Linked DNA regions of Mus musculus: regions 2 and 3 are each linked to region 1. The links are chromatin contacts, called in public HiChIP or PLAC-seq and promoter capture Hi-C maps. All regions are on one chromosome and are shown on one strand. The core of a region is the stretch at or near the end of the contact, and the rest is flanking DNA. Distances in the headings are between cores, read along the strand shown. Region 1 overlaps Gm33249 (a long non-coding RNA gene). Region 2 holds the start of Pitpnm3 (PITPNM family member 3). Region 3 holds the start of Pimreg (PICALM interacting mitotic regulator).

What was found. Promoter capture Hi-C pulls out the DNA fragments that hold promoters and counts their contacts. HiChIP or PLAC-seq counts read pairs in DNA pulled down with a chosen protein or histone mark.
Region 2: a promoter capture Hi-C map of HPC-7-derived erythroid cells shows a contact between it and region 1, with 4 times the contacts expected there. The contact joins the promoter of Pitpnm3 here to the enhancer-like site in region 1. A contact is called at or near these places in 6 of 39 promoter capture datasets (the HPC-7 cell line, HPC-7-derived erythroid cells, cranial neural crest and 3 more), 1 of 115 datasets of contacts at active chromatin or transcription factors (embryonic hindbrain) and 1 of 9 other capture datasets (embryonic stem cells).
Region 3: a contact with region 1 is called in an H3K4me3 HiChIP or PLAC-seq map of embryonic forebrain, with 7 times the contacts expected there. The contact joins the promoter of Pimreg here to the enhancer-like site in region 1. A contact is called at or near these places in 13 of 39 promoter capture datasets (the HPC-7 cell line, cranial neural crest, embryonic stem cells and 7 more), 6 of 115 datasets of contacts at active chromatin or transcription factors (embryonic basal ganglia, embryonic forebrain, forebrain and 3 more) and 1 of 9 other capture datasets (embryonic stem cells).

The regions. Positions count from the first base shown.
Region 1 is chr11:71,387,616-71,391,409 of GRCm38.p6, reverse strand. Gm33249 (a long non-coding RNA gene) reads right to left here. Exons shown (of 3, transcript XR_388798.2): 2 at 1,542-1,704. Among named protein-coding and RNA genes, the nearest start is that of Gm33249, 4.4 kb to the right of the region's middle. Within about 2 kb of position 1,584, at least 47 of the 459 cell types and tissues checked have an H3K27ac peak or open chromatin away from gene starts, as enhancers often do. A contact at or near this core is called in embryonic forebrain, hippocampal neurons, neural tube and 1 more, where this site is marked.
Region 2 is chr11:72,133,789-72,137,582 of GRCm38.p6, reverse strand. Pitpnm3 (PITPNM family member 3) reads left to right here and starts at 1,694. Exons shown (of 20, transcript NM_001024927.2): 1 at 1,694-1,929. The coding sequence starts at 1,908.
Region 3 is chr11:72,040,598-72,044,391 of GRCm38.p6, reverse strand. It overlaps Pimreg (PICALM interacting mitotic regulator), which reads right to left and starts at 1,890. Exons shown (of 6, transcript NM_144526.3): 1 at 1,858-1,890; 2 at 1,055-1,375. The coding sequence starts at 1,342. It also overlaps a transcript of Aipl1 not described here.

The DNA.
Region 1 (3,794 bases), core at 335-2,834:
AAACTCAACTCACTTCTGAATCCTTCCCTGCTGAGCCTCCTAAGTCTATTCCAGAAAGGTTGAGTGTGCAATACTTTTCTGTTGCTGTGATAAAATACCATGGTTTAAAGCAACTTATAGAGGAAAGAGTTTATTTTGGTTTTATGGTTCCAGAGGGATAAGAGTCTACCATGACAGAAAAGCATGGCTTCAAGTACTAGGCATGGCAGCTGGAGCCAGAATTTGAGAGATCCTAACACGAACCAGACCCTCATTTCAATCATTATAATGAAAAACCAAGACAGCAGAAGAGCACCAGCCCTCTGCACAATGCAGGCATTGGGCTAGAATCTTACCGTACTAAGCAGGGCCTCCTGCACCCGGAGGAGCTTCTTTATCCAGATACAACTCTGCTCTCTCTAGACAAATAAGTCATCAGACACCTGGTCTGCTTAGCGTCTGATGGCTGAAAGTGTTAGAGAAAGTCGTAGACTTTTATCACTGAGCAGATGGTCTCTTTCTGGGGTAAGGAACTTCGAAATCCTTCTCTCTAAGTGTCCTCTGGGGTGGCCAAGGGTGAGGGGCCTGGATGTCATCCTGAGATTTGCCAACTCAGACCCTGCCATCTGCCCAGCAAGACAACTGGATTTGAGGACATCAGCCACAGCTCAGCTTCCAGGGCAGTGTGGGGAACAAGGTGCAAGAGAGGGTCATGAACTTTGCAGTGAGACAAACCTGAGCTCACTTAGTAGCTTCTCTCTCTCTCTCTCTCTCTCTCTCTCTCTCTCTCTCTCTGTGTGTGTGTGTGTGTGTGTGTCTGTCTGTCTGTCTGTCTGTGTGTGTGTGTGTGTGCATGCATGTGTGTGTATATGTGTGCATGTGTGTGATCTCTCAGAGGCCTCATTTTCTTCTTCAGCCATCAAATGGATCCTACTTTATTAGATTAAGGGCGTTTTACAGTAATGCATGTAAAGCACACAGCACAGAACCCGAGCCTAGAAAACACTCCAAATCCTAAGCTATTGGTCCGTACACAGCTCAGCTGCCAAGCCCACTCCTGTGTCCAGGAATAAGCCTGAGTGCCTTTGTTTTGGAGAAAGGAGTCCAAGCTACCCTTTCTCCAAGATCACACAGTGATGAAGTCAGGACTGAGATGGATGCTGGAAGTTCCTCAGTCACACTTTATCCTATCAGATCATTTTACCTCCACCCCCCCCCCCAACCTTTGAGGAGTAAAGATTTTGCCACCATTCTTCTGCAAATTTTCCATGGAGAAAAAGCTTGTATTTCCTAAAGGGCTGTGACACACACACACACACACACACACACACACACACACACCAGGGGAGCCGCTGTGCACCACTGGAGCGGGAGAAATAAATCCTCTTCCAATCTGCTTCGATTCAGTCCAGAAACCAGGAAGCACCCCCTGCTCCAGCCCCCGCAGAGGCCATATGGGCCAGGACAAGGCAGGATTAAGTGTGCCTGCATGAGGGGGTGGAAAGGCAGCTGCTCTCATGACCAAGGGCTCCTATGTGCTCCAGAGCAGGAGGCTCCTCTACCTGCTGCAGCAGATGGAGAGTCTTCGCTGATTGGCTGCTCAGGGGGAAAACATCACCATCCATCTCTGGTCCCTAATGAAGGGTGGAAGCCTGGGACCCATCATCCTCGTCAGCACCACGGAGAGCTGCCGGATCCTGGGCTGAGCACACAGCTGCTCTCAGTCTGGCAGGAGGGAAGGGGGAGACAGAAACAGAATAAAATAAAGAGCGGAGAGAGTGAAAGGGAATGAGAGCAGAATGAAGGACTGAGACAGATAAGCCAAGAGATGCAGATACTGGGTCAGATAGAGCTAGAAGATGGCATACAGAAGAGAATGGGACAGAATTTAAATCCAGGCTAAACAATACAAATGTGAGCCAGCAAGTATCAAGTACTTTCTATGAGCTAGGGGCGGAGATACGTGTGTCCTGTGCACTGCATCTCTTGACCTTCACAAGTATGCTACAGAGGGTACTGAAATCATCCTGCCAACAGATACCTCCTGGCTGCACTCTGCAACAGAACTGGGCTTTACCTCCTGAAAGTACCTGCAGCTTTGGGATGTTAATGCTGAAATTGGCTTCAGCATCCCACATACACCTGCTTCTCACCACTGAAGCAAATTCTTTCTAAAAACTCAGGATCATCTTCTTCTAGTCTGCAGTCAAACCAGTCTTTAAAAAAATCAGGGTTTCCTTTCTCAGGCTCTTGGCACTTGCAGATCTCCTGCCTGGACCTCTATTCTCCATGTTGTTTTTGGAGCTCCAAAATATAATTCAGATCTGCAAGACCACTCTTCAAAGAGGATGTCCTTGTGTTCCAGGTGCCAGTAAAACACACACACACACACACACACACACACACACACATACACACACACACACACACACACACACACACCACTTTACATCTTCTTAGTTGAGTTTTTAATTCGCCTTGCTTTTTATCTCTCAGATAAGAGTCCTGTTCCAAATCATGAGTGTGGCTCTCTTTTCTTCATGCTTGTATTTCTGAATGAAAACACTTCATTAACATATACAAACAAAGTTTGAGTGAACAAATGCTTTTAGAACCAAGACACATTGTTTGGATTCTTACAAAGAGCCAGATGTTTTCAGCTGAGCAACCTGTGTCTCTCCACCAGGCCCCTACACCAGAGGTCTCACCGGGACACACTCAGTGGATGAGATCCGCTTTGGTCCCCATAATAAGTTATTACAGAACTCACCCAGTGGAGGGGGCACCAAATCTCCATTATACCACTCTCTCTGGAGAACAAGATGCTGTACTGCCTTGATCCTCTTTCCACAGGAGACTCTCATTCTGACAGTTCTAGGGAACTTTGGCAAATGAGGACTGTCAGTCGATTTGCCCTTGTGGAATTACTCACAAGTAAAGAGAGCAGCCAAGGGCAGCCCTACACCTGTAGGACAGCTGCAGCCAGCGACCATCCCCTAACCATTCTGACACTAAGCATCCACATCTTCCTCCTTGCTGCACACTATATGACATGTGTCAATCATGAAAGAGGAAGCATACTTCATGTTCATTTAACACCTAGTCCCTTCCCTTCACAGCTGCGAAGCAGGGCCACATTCATACTAGAGACAAAGGCCCCTGACTTGGACATGCCTGGAATCTCTCTCTCTCTCTCTCTCTCTCTCTCTCTCTCTCTCTCTCTCTCTCTCTCTCTCTCTCTCTCCCCCTGTCTCCCTGTGTTTTGAGTGTTATGAAACCTGACCTGGGTTCCTTAGGAGACTGGCATGTATAGGCAGACACCCCTCACTCTGGTTGTGCACAATCCCTTATGATTCTTTTCATCAAAGATTTGTCTCTTTTGTTCCATACTATGTTTTCTTTTTCCTTCAAAAGAACTCAACTTTTATGTTACCCCACAAGGGTCATAGCTGGGAATCCCACTAGTAGAAAAGTCAATTTTTCCCCTGTAGCTTATTTTGGTTGAGTTGCAAATCTAATAGAGATCGCTCTGCTGGGGACATAAGAACACATTGTAAAAATAAACTGTTGTCTTCAAGAAGTGGGTGGTAGATCTCATATTAACAGGCAACACACGTGTTACTATGACTACAGTTTTTAAAAAATTATGAGCAAGCCAAGTGTCTTCTATTATTCATAAAGAAAAGATAATGTTTTGCCATCATGGAAAGATGTGCTCCAAATCCAGACTTGCCTTCTTTTATCAGCGTGTGTAGAAGGGAACAGCATTTCCCTGTGTTTTGTCAGGGATGCCAGCTCTCCAGACACTCTCAGAA
Region 2 (3,794 bases), core at 445-2,944, 750 kb before region 1:
CAAACTGCTAAGCTTCTGAAATTCCCAGAGCCTCAGGGAAGTGTAAGAAGGAGGAGACCCAGAGGGACAGAGCTCAGGCCTGAAATGGAATTCTGTAGGACAGTGAATTGTCTTAGCCTGTTTCCTCTGCATAAAGTGGGGTGACACAGTACACCCCAGAGGGTACATCCAGACTTAACAAAAGTTCACACAGAAAGCCACACAGACTGCAGTTCCAATATGGGGGAGCACTCCAGAGTTAGAGGTAGAAAGGTGGTATCCGTGCCCTCCCTGCTAGTAGCCAGTGGCCTGAGATGGTGAACAGCTTTGGATCCAGGACTTTGGGGCTTCTGAACTTCCATGTCTACAAGATGTGTTGCTGTCCCACTCTGGAGTCCTTGGGACTAAAGGGTTTTTTGAGAGGTGAGACAGTCATAGCTAAAACTAAGATGGAGAATCTTTGTCAAAGCATGCTAGCTAGCTGTCGTGAGTGAAGGCACGTTGTTCGGTCTGCACAGAGGACCCTAGGAAAGCCTGGTTTGGTAGATGAGGCATCAGAAAGCAGGGAGAGGTCCATGAGTAGGCGATACAGACTTCCTTTCGCTGAGGTGAAGAACTTTGTTGCTGCTAGCTCTGTGCAAAAGTTTCGGGAAGACTCTTGCCTGAGGCTGAGCCTTTGATAGACTAAAGAGGGAGTGTAAGGCTGATTAACCTGGATAGGCTGAAGGAGTCAAAGCCCAGAAATGGGTGTGTCCCGTAGAGGCCCCTTGTGTGCTTTGTTTCTATGGGGCAGTGGATGGGGCACTTAAGTCCTGGCTGGCCTAGGGGTGGAACTGTCTAGTGCCCAGTGTGGGTGCTTGGCTGCAGACTGTGGGAGAAAAACAGGCTTCAGGGAAGGCCCAACAGTCCTCTAAGGAGCCTAGCCCTCACCCTAACCGTCAGCAGGGAGGAAGTGGCCTCGCCTGGAACTGAGCTAGGGAGCCGACTGCTCTCTCCAGGACCCTACCTTCTAGGCCCCATCTAAAACGACTGACCATCTCCTGTGGATCCCCTGACTGCAGTGGGCAGAAACCACAATTTAAATGTCTCAGGAGGCCCGCTAATTAGAATGTCAGCACTTCTGTGAGAAAGTGTTAGGGGGACACACTGCTTTCTGCCAGGCTCCCCACAAACTCTGCTTAGCGTTTACTGGCAGGTGGGGTTTGCAGGTTTAACGGATCCTTTAGTGCTAAAGGACAAAAGCTTTCCTCTCTTGAGACTAGAGCAGATGCAGGCATCCAGCATCCCTGGAGTTGGGAGCTGATGGAGAAGTCCCCTCTCATCTCTGCGAGACTTCGTTCTAGGTTTCTCAGTCTCCTGGGTCCTGGTCTTCCTTGCTCTCCCTGTCCTCACAGACTCTAGCCAGCTCCGATTTCCTTGAATTTCTCTCTCTCCCAAGGGTGTTTCTGCCCTAGGAGCGCCTCTTTCTGGTGCCTTGTCTCAGGGTCACTGCGCCCCAGGCTCGCAGTCCATGTCTTCATCCCTGCCTGGCCCGCAGCGTCTCCGAGCTGTAATCCGGAGTCTGTCTACGTCTGTCTTTCAGCGAGGGTCGGGGTCTCAGTGGCCGCAATCAGTGGGCTGCGCCTCCCGCGCGCTGCGGTGGCCGCGCGGCTCCGGGCGGGGGTGCGGGCCCGCGGGGGCGGTGTCGGGCGCCTTCCGTCGTCAGTCCCTCCCCGGCGGCGCGGAGGGGGGGCGGCGCGGTCGCCGCTCGGCTCCTTTAAGGGAGCGGGAGGGAGCGGCGAGGCGGCGGCGGTTGCGGTGGAGGCGGCCGAGCGAGCGGGGCGGGGGCGCGGGGCGCGGCGCCCGGAGAGTCCGCTCCGGCCGAAGGCGCCGGGGCCCGGCCGGGAGCGAGCAGCGCCGGCAGCACAGCGGAGCCCGCCGCCCGGGACATGGCCAAGGCGGGCAGCGCAGGTGAGCGCGGCGCGGGGCGCTCGGCGGGTGGCGGGAGGGATCGCTCGGCCCAGGTGAGCCCCCCAACCAGGTGGGCGGAGGCACAGTGACCGCGGCGACCCGCCCGGACCCCGGGGCGTGCATAAGGGGCTCCGCGCGCCCTGCGTCCTTCCCGCGCCCCCAGTCACCTCGTGGGACACCGCATCCCGCTTGCCCCGCTGCACTGGGTCAGGTCCACGGCTCCTCAGTCCAGTCGGCAGTTCGGAGCTGTCGCTGCCCTCCGGGAGACCGGGGGAGTAGACCCCGGCACCGGAACCCAAAGGGGATGTCCCGCGGTCGCTGATCCATCCCACGCCCCAACAAACCAGGACGCGCCCCCTTGTCCTGTCACTCTCTATCTTGGATGCGACAGTCCCCCGCCCCTGCCACCAGCTGGGTTAAGAGACCCAGATTACTGGTCCCGTCGCTGGAGGGGTACACTATGGCTGGGGAGCCTCCCCGCCTCCCACCTGACCCAGAGGCAGAGCCTCAGGTGCCGGGCTAGGCAGGCGGGGCCTCTGTTGGGGTCCCATGGGCTCGGCTCTCCTGCAAGCTCAGAGCTGTAGCCCAAGGATCCCAGGGAGTAGGTGTTAGTCGTCCCTTCATTCATCCAGTCAGGCGTTCATTCACCAGCATCTGCTCTGATGTCAGGCCCTGTGAGTTGGTTAGGACCTGGAGGGGACCAGGTTTAGCCCCGGACTCCCCACTCTGTGCCCTGGACCCCTACAGTGCCCTAAAAGGCCAAGTTGAGGAAAGCCAGTGTTCATAGGGCTGGCCACAAATGGATGAGGCTGGTCTCAACAGTCCTGAGCTTGGGAGCTCTGGCGTGTGAGAATCTGCCATGAACTCACTCCCAGCCTGTGACGTTGGCAGGTGCCATGCCATCCCCGTGGGGCCTGGTGTGAACCCCACTTCTCCACCCATAGGCATGGCAAAGATGGAATGAACATGACCACCTGCCCGCACTCTAGATGTGAGTGCCATTGAACTGCCTGCGACCCTGGGACAGGTCCCAATCCTTGGCATGGACTGGCCTTGTGACTCAGGTGTGGCAGAGGAATCCTGTGAGGGAGAGGCTGTTTGTGTGAGACAGCATAAGCAAATGCATCTAAACACCCCCTTTCCCACTTCCCTCCCCTCCCCTCCCGAGGGAGGCACAGTGAGATGACACCAGGAGGCTGGAAAAGGCTCTCTGCTCCCTTCTTTCTCCTGCCTTGGTCCCTCCCCACCCCTGCTCTTCATAAAGGAAGAGCATGCGTCTCTGCTACCCATTCTACATGTGCTCATGTGTGAGCACAGGTCTGGACGTCCGGATCCAGGTCTCTTGCCAGGGCACCACAGTAGCAAGAGTAGTTAGAGAAATCTCTTCTTGACCTGTGTACCAGGTAACATACTTAAGCCCTTTACTGCCCCATGATTCTGAGAAGTAGGAAGGTACTCCCCTTTTAAAGCCCTTGGAAGCAAATAGCTCCCTGAAGATGGCTGGGAGGGTCTAGGTGAGCCTGGATGCAAGACCAAGGTTTTTTTTGGTTTTGTTTTGTTTTGCTTTTGTTTTTTTGGATGCTAAGGAATCTTTCTACTCCCCTCCTCATTCTGGGAGAAGGGCAGCCCCAGGTCCTATGAATTGGATTGTGGGTCTTTTGGTCCCTAGCTGAGATCCATGGGGAGAGTGCCCTGCAGAAGGTGAAGAAATGGCCAGGCCTCCCAAGACTGCTGCCTGGGGCTGCTCTACAACTTTTCCATTTCACAGTCTCAGTCCTTTCCCTCAGAGCAAGCCAGACTTCCCTCCTCTGTGACCACCTGCCTGGTGCCTCTCTGTCTCTTACTCAGCTGCCACCCCAAGGAGC
Region 3 (3,794 bases), core at 641-3,140, 650 kb before region 1:
TATAGCGATGTTGAAAGCAATCTTAGGGCTCTTCCAAGTCAGAGCTAGACTTTGGCAAGGAGACCTCTCTGTGGAGTCGTCAGAGGCCTCTGCTCTCTCCCTACACCATCAGAATGCCAGCAAGATGCCAGGGGCCATTCCCCCTTCTCTTCTTAGAGGTCTGCTCATTCTCATAGCTTCTGTCCTGTCCAGGGGACACCTGCCCACATCTCCAGCTCCAGGTTTAAAGACCTAGGTGGGGTCAACATGATATCGTAACAGGTACATCTTCTTGCCACCAAACCAGGCAACTCGTGTGATCTCCAGAACCCACACGGTGGAGGGAGACCTTATTCCTTCTCTGACCTCCAGACAAGTACCACTGCATAAGCGCTCCTCCCATAGATAAATATTAAAACATTAAAAGAAGATATCTGCTCGAAGGCTCTTGGACACACCACACACAAACACCACCCCTCAAATCTGCCTTCTGAACCGCTCAGGAAGTTGCACCCTTTCTGCAAGCCCCGCTCCTCTGCCTTTTTCTACCAAATAGTTGACAGCTAAGGTGTAAGAGTGTGACTGGGAGACTTTAAATGGGGGTCAGCACACAGGATCACCTCTCTCACTATACTGACTGCTTAGCTTCACACTGGGGACTCTTCTCTTCAGCATCCACGCTGGACTCACTCACAGCATCCCACTGGCCCTGTGCCTACATACACCTCCCCTTTCCTGAGTGATCTTGGAAGAGTCACCTATTCTAGGAAGTCTTTATCCACTAAGCTTGAGACTGGTATCTCTTTATAGATAGCCATTTCCTGCAATTTTCTATCACAGGACATGGCAGGTCACCTTGCATGGGGAACACCAATTTCTTCCATGACTTTATTCACCTACTGATTTGTTGGGAAACTATTATGTGCCAGAATGACCGGGGTTCTGGGAAAATGGCAAGAACCTAATCAAACCCCAAGACCCCATGGAGTCTATATTCCTGGGGTCTCCCTGAGGATAGGGACAGTCAACACCAAGGACGCTTCTGTAAACAGACGGCTGGTGGTGTCATTGTTACCTGGGACATGGCACCCAAGGCGCTTTTGGCTGAGCGAGCTGCAGCCTGAAGACCTTGCTGCTCTGGCTCTGGACTTTCCAGGCGTTTCCAGGAGGGGCCGTTACCGAGGTTCAGGCTGACCGCTCTCAGAGGCAGCCTCCTTTGGAATTGTCTGCACAGGGAGCCCAAGGGACCGGTCTCCGGATGACCCCCAGCAGACCGGGTCACCTCCTTCTTCTCTAGCTGTTCCTCCTTTAGGAGTGATCGTCTGCGCACAGAGGTCCTCATGCCCTGCCACTGAGACGCCATGTGCTTGGTCCAGTTTCCGCTGCCCGCTAGATCCTGGGGAGGTCAAAAGGTCATCAAAGTACTCCCTGACCCCATTCCAAGGCTCCAGGGACCTTGGGAACTGGGAAAGAGATGAAGTGGAACCTCGCGGGGTAGGCCTGTTGGGCAATTGTGGATGCCAGAAAGATGACCAATGGCATCATGGTCAGCAGCTGCCTCCGTTGCAAGGCGGCAATTTGTCCGTCTTTCCATCCTAGCCTATTCCCCATAGGCTAAGTGGAGTGGCACACAGGTCACGGAGCCTCGGCGCTTACGCAGGGCACCAGCAGTATGCTGTTTTCACAAATTTTCCTCTCCGGAGCAGATTTAGCAATCCAGCCAAGGCCTCGGATCCGATGGGGCGTTTGCAACTCCTAGACATTCCCTTTGTCTTGTGGGTCCTATCCAGAGCTCCTGACCCGTTCCCCATTCAGAGCTCCCCGTGAGACCGTCCCCCACCCCCCTCCTTAAGCCCCTCGGTAACCCCGCATGCTCACCTCCCTGCTCGATACCCGGACCCGAAGATCAACACCCTCTCCTAGCCCACCGCAGCCGATTTGAAACTCCGCGCGGCCCCGCCCCGCCCCGGCGCTTGCAGCCCATTGGCCCTATCAGCCATCCACCACCGCCGCCCCGGATTTCGATTGGTCTTTTTCTCTCGTGACTGTAAATCCTGCTTTGGGATTGGCCTGGCCACGCCCATACATCGTTCGTAGACCCCCCACCTGGCTCGCCGCAGAGGGGTCCAGGTCGCCACCGGATCACTGTTACCGACCAGCCCGCCTCCCTACATCCCGGCTGCTTGGTCCCAGGCGACCGCGCCTAGTCCATCGTTCTCCCAAGCTCTCTTCTTCAAGCATGCAGGTCAGGGTGCAGGATGCTGCGGGGGTTCAGGTCACCGCCACCCAGGGCACGCGCCCCTTTCAGTCCTTCACCCCGCCTAACTTCTCTCCCACGATAAGTAGTTTTGTCAAAGCGATAGGCTGGGACTGCCGAGCTTTGCGATCCCTGGGAAGTTTTGTTTCAAATTCCCCGCGTAATTCTCTTCCTTCCTGCGAGATGGCCCTGCCCCTGTCTGTTCCTCAAACAAACACCCTGCTGGCGGCGCCCAAGAAAGCACATCTCAGAGGAGGGGACAGACTGTAGATCACCCTCTCCACAGTTAGGTCAGTTCCTCTGCCGGGTCTTGCTCTACGCATCTTTCAATCTTTCTTTCCTGTAGTCTGCCAGCAAGCTAAAAAAACAAAACAAGAAACAAAGACGACGACGACAAACAACAGCAACCCAGGCTGGGTCACTTTCTCCCATGCTTTCATTTTTATGGTTTTGACTTTTTTTAAAAAAAATATTTTTATTTTTAATTATATGTCTCTGTGCATGTAAATGCCTGTGGGGTGGCGTGGTGGCGACACAGAAGAGGAAGTCAGACCCTCTGGAGCTGGAGTTAGAGGTGGTTGGTTCTAACTGGCCACACTCAGCCTCCCCAAGATTGAAATCAAGGGGCCTGGCGTGCCACCACAATGGGGCCTTCTTATCGGTCCTCAAAAAAGAATTTCTCTTCTCCCTCCTCTCTCCTTTCCTCAGCCTGGAGTGAGACTCCTAGAGACTCTTCAGGCCTCTTCCTGGTGTCAGGATTGTCTGACCCTCTCCTGACCTCAGTGTTTACCTCCCAACCCCCTATAATAATAATGGTTGATTTGTGTGTAGCACTTGCAAACACTCCCTTTCTATCAGCAAGCCCAGTTTATCCCCAGTGCTCTGCAGCTCTGTGAGGTAGCTGGGGTGTGGAGAGACTGGCCGTACACTTCACTCACTAACTGTAGCAGGGTGAAGGACCCAAAGGCCATGCATGCAGGGACGTTGTCTGTGTGACCAGGGTTGACCCCCTCACTGTTGCTCCTCAGACCCCACCCTTTTCCAGCTGGGGTCTCTCCCTTGACTCCTGAAGCCAGCACTCTTCTGGGTCCTGTCACCTCCTGCTGGCTGCATAAAGCCAACAGAGCCAAGACACTGGTTCCCTGCTCCCCCAAAGTCTCTCTAATCTCACCAAGGGGAACTTGTGACTTATTAAACTCTGTGCTTTCTTCCTTCTTACACCCATGGGTCTCAAGTTCAGCATGTGTAGAGAGACAAGTATTTCCAGACCAAATCTCCAATAATCAATCAGAGAACTGTACCGTTATCTAAACGTGAGACCTTGACAATGAGCTGGCTAGGCAGAGGATATGTTTGTAGGCATTTATCTTTGTGACTGTGTGTTTGTGTTTTGTTTTTTGCACAGGACATATCATGTTTAAGACCACTCTTTGAAAGAAACCACACACACATACACACACACACACACACACACACACACACACACACACACACACACAAACACTCCCCTCTCTCTCTCTCTGTCTCTCTCTCTGTCTCTCTCTCTCTGTCTCTGTCT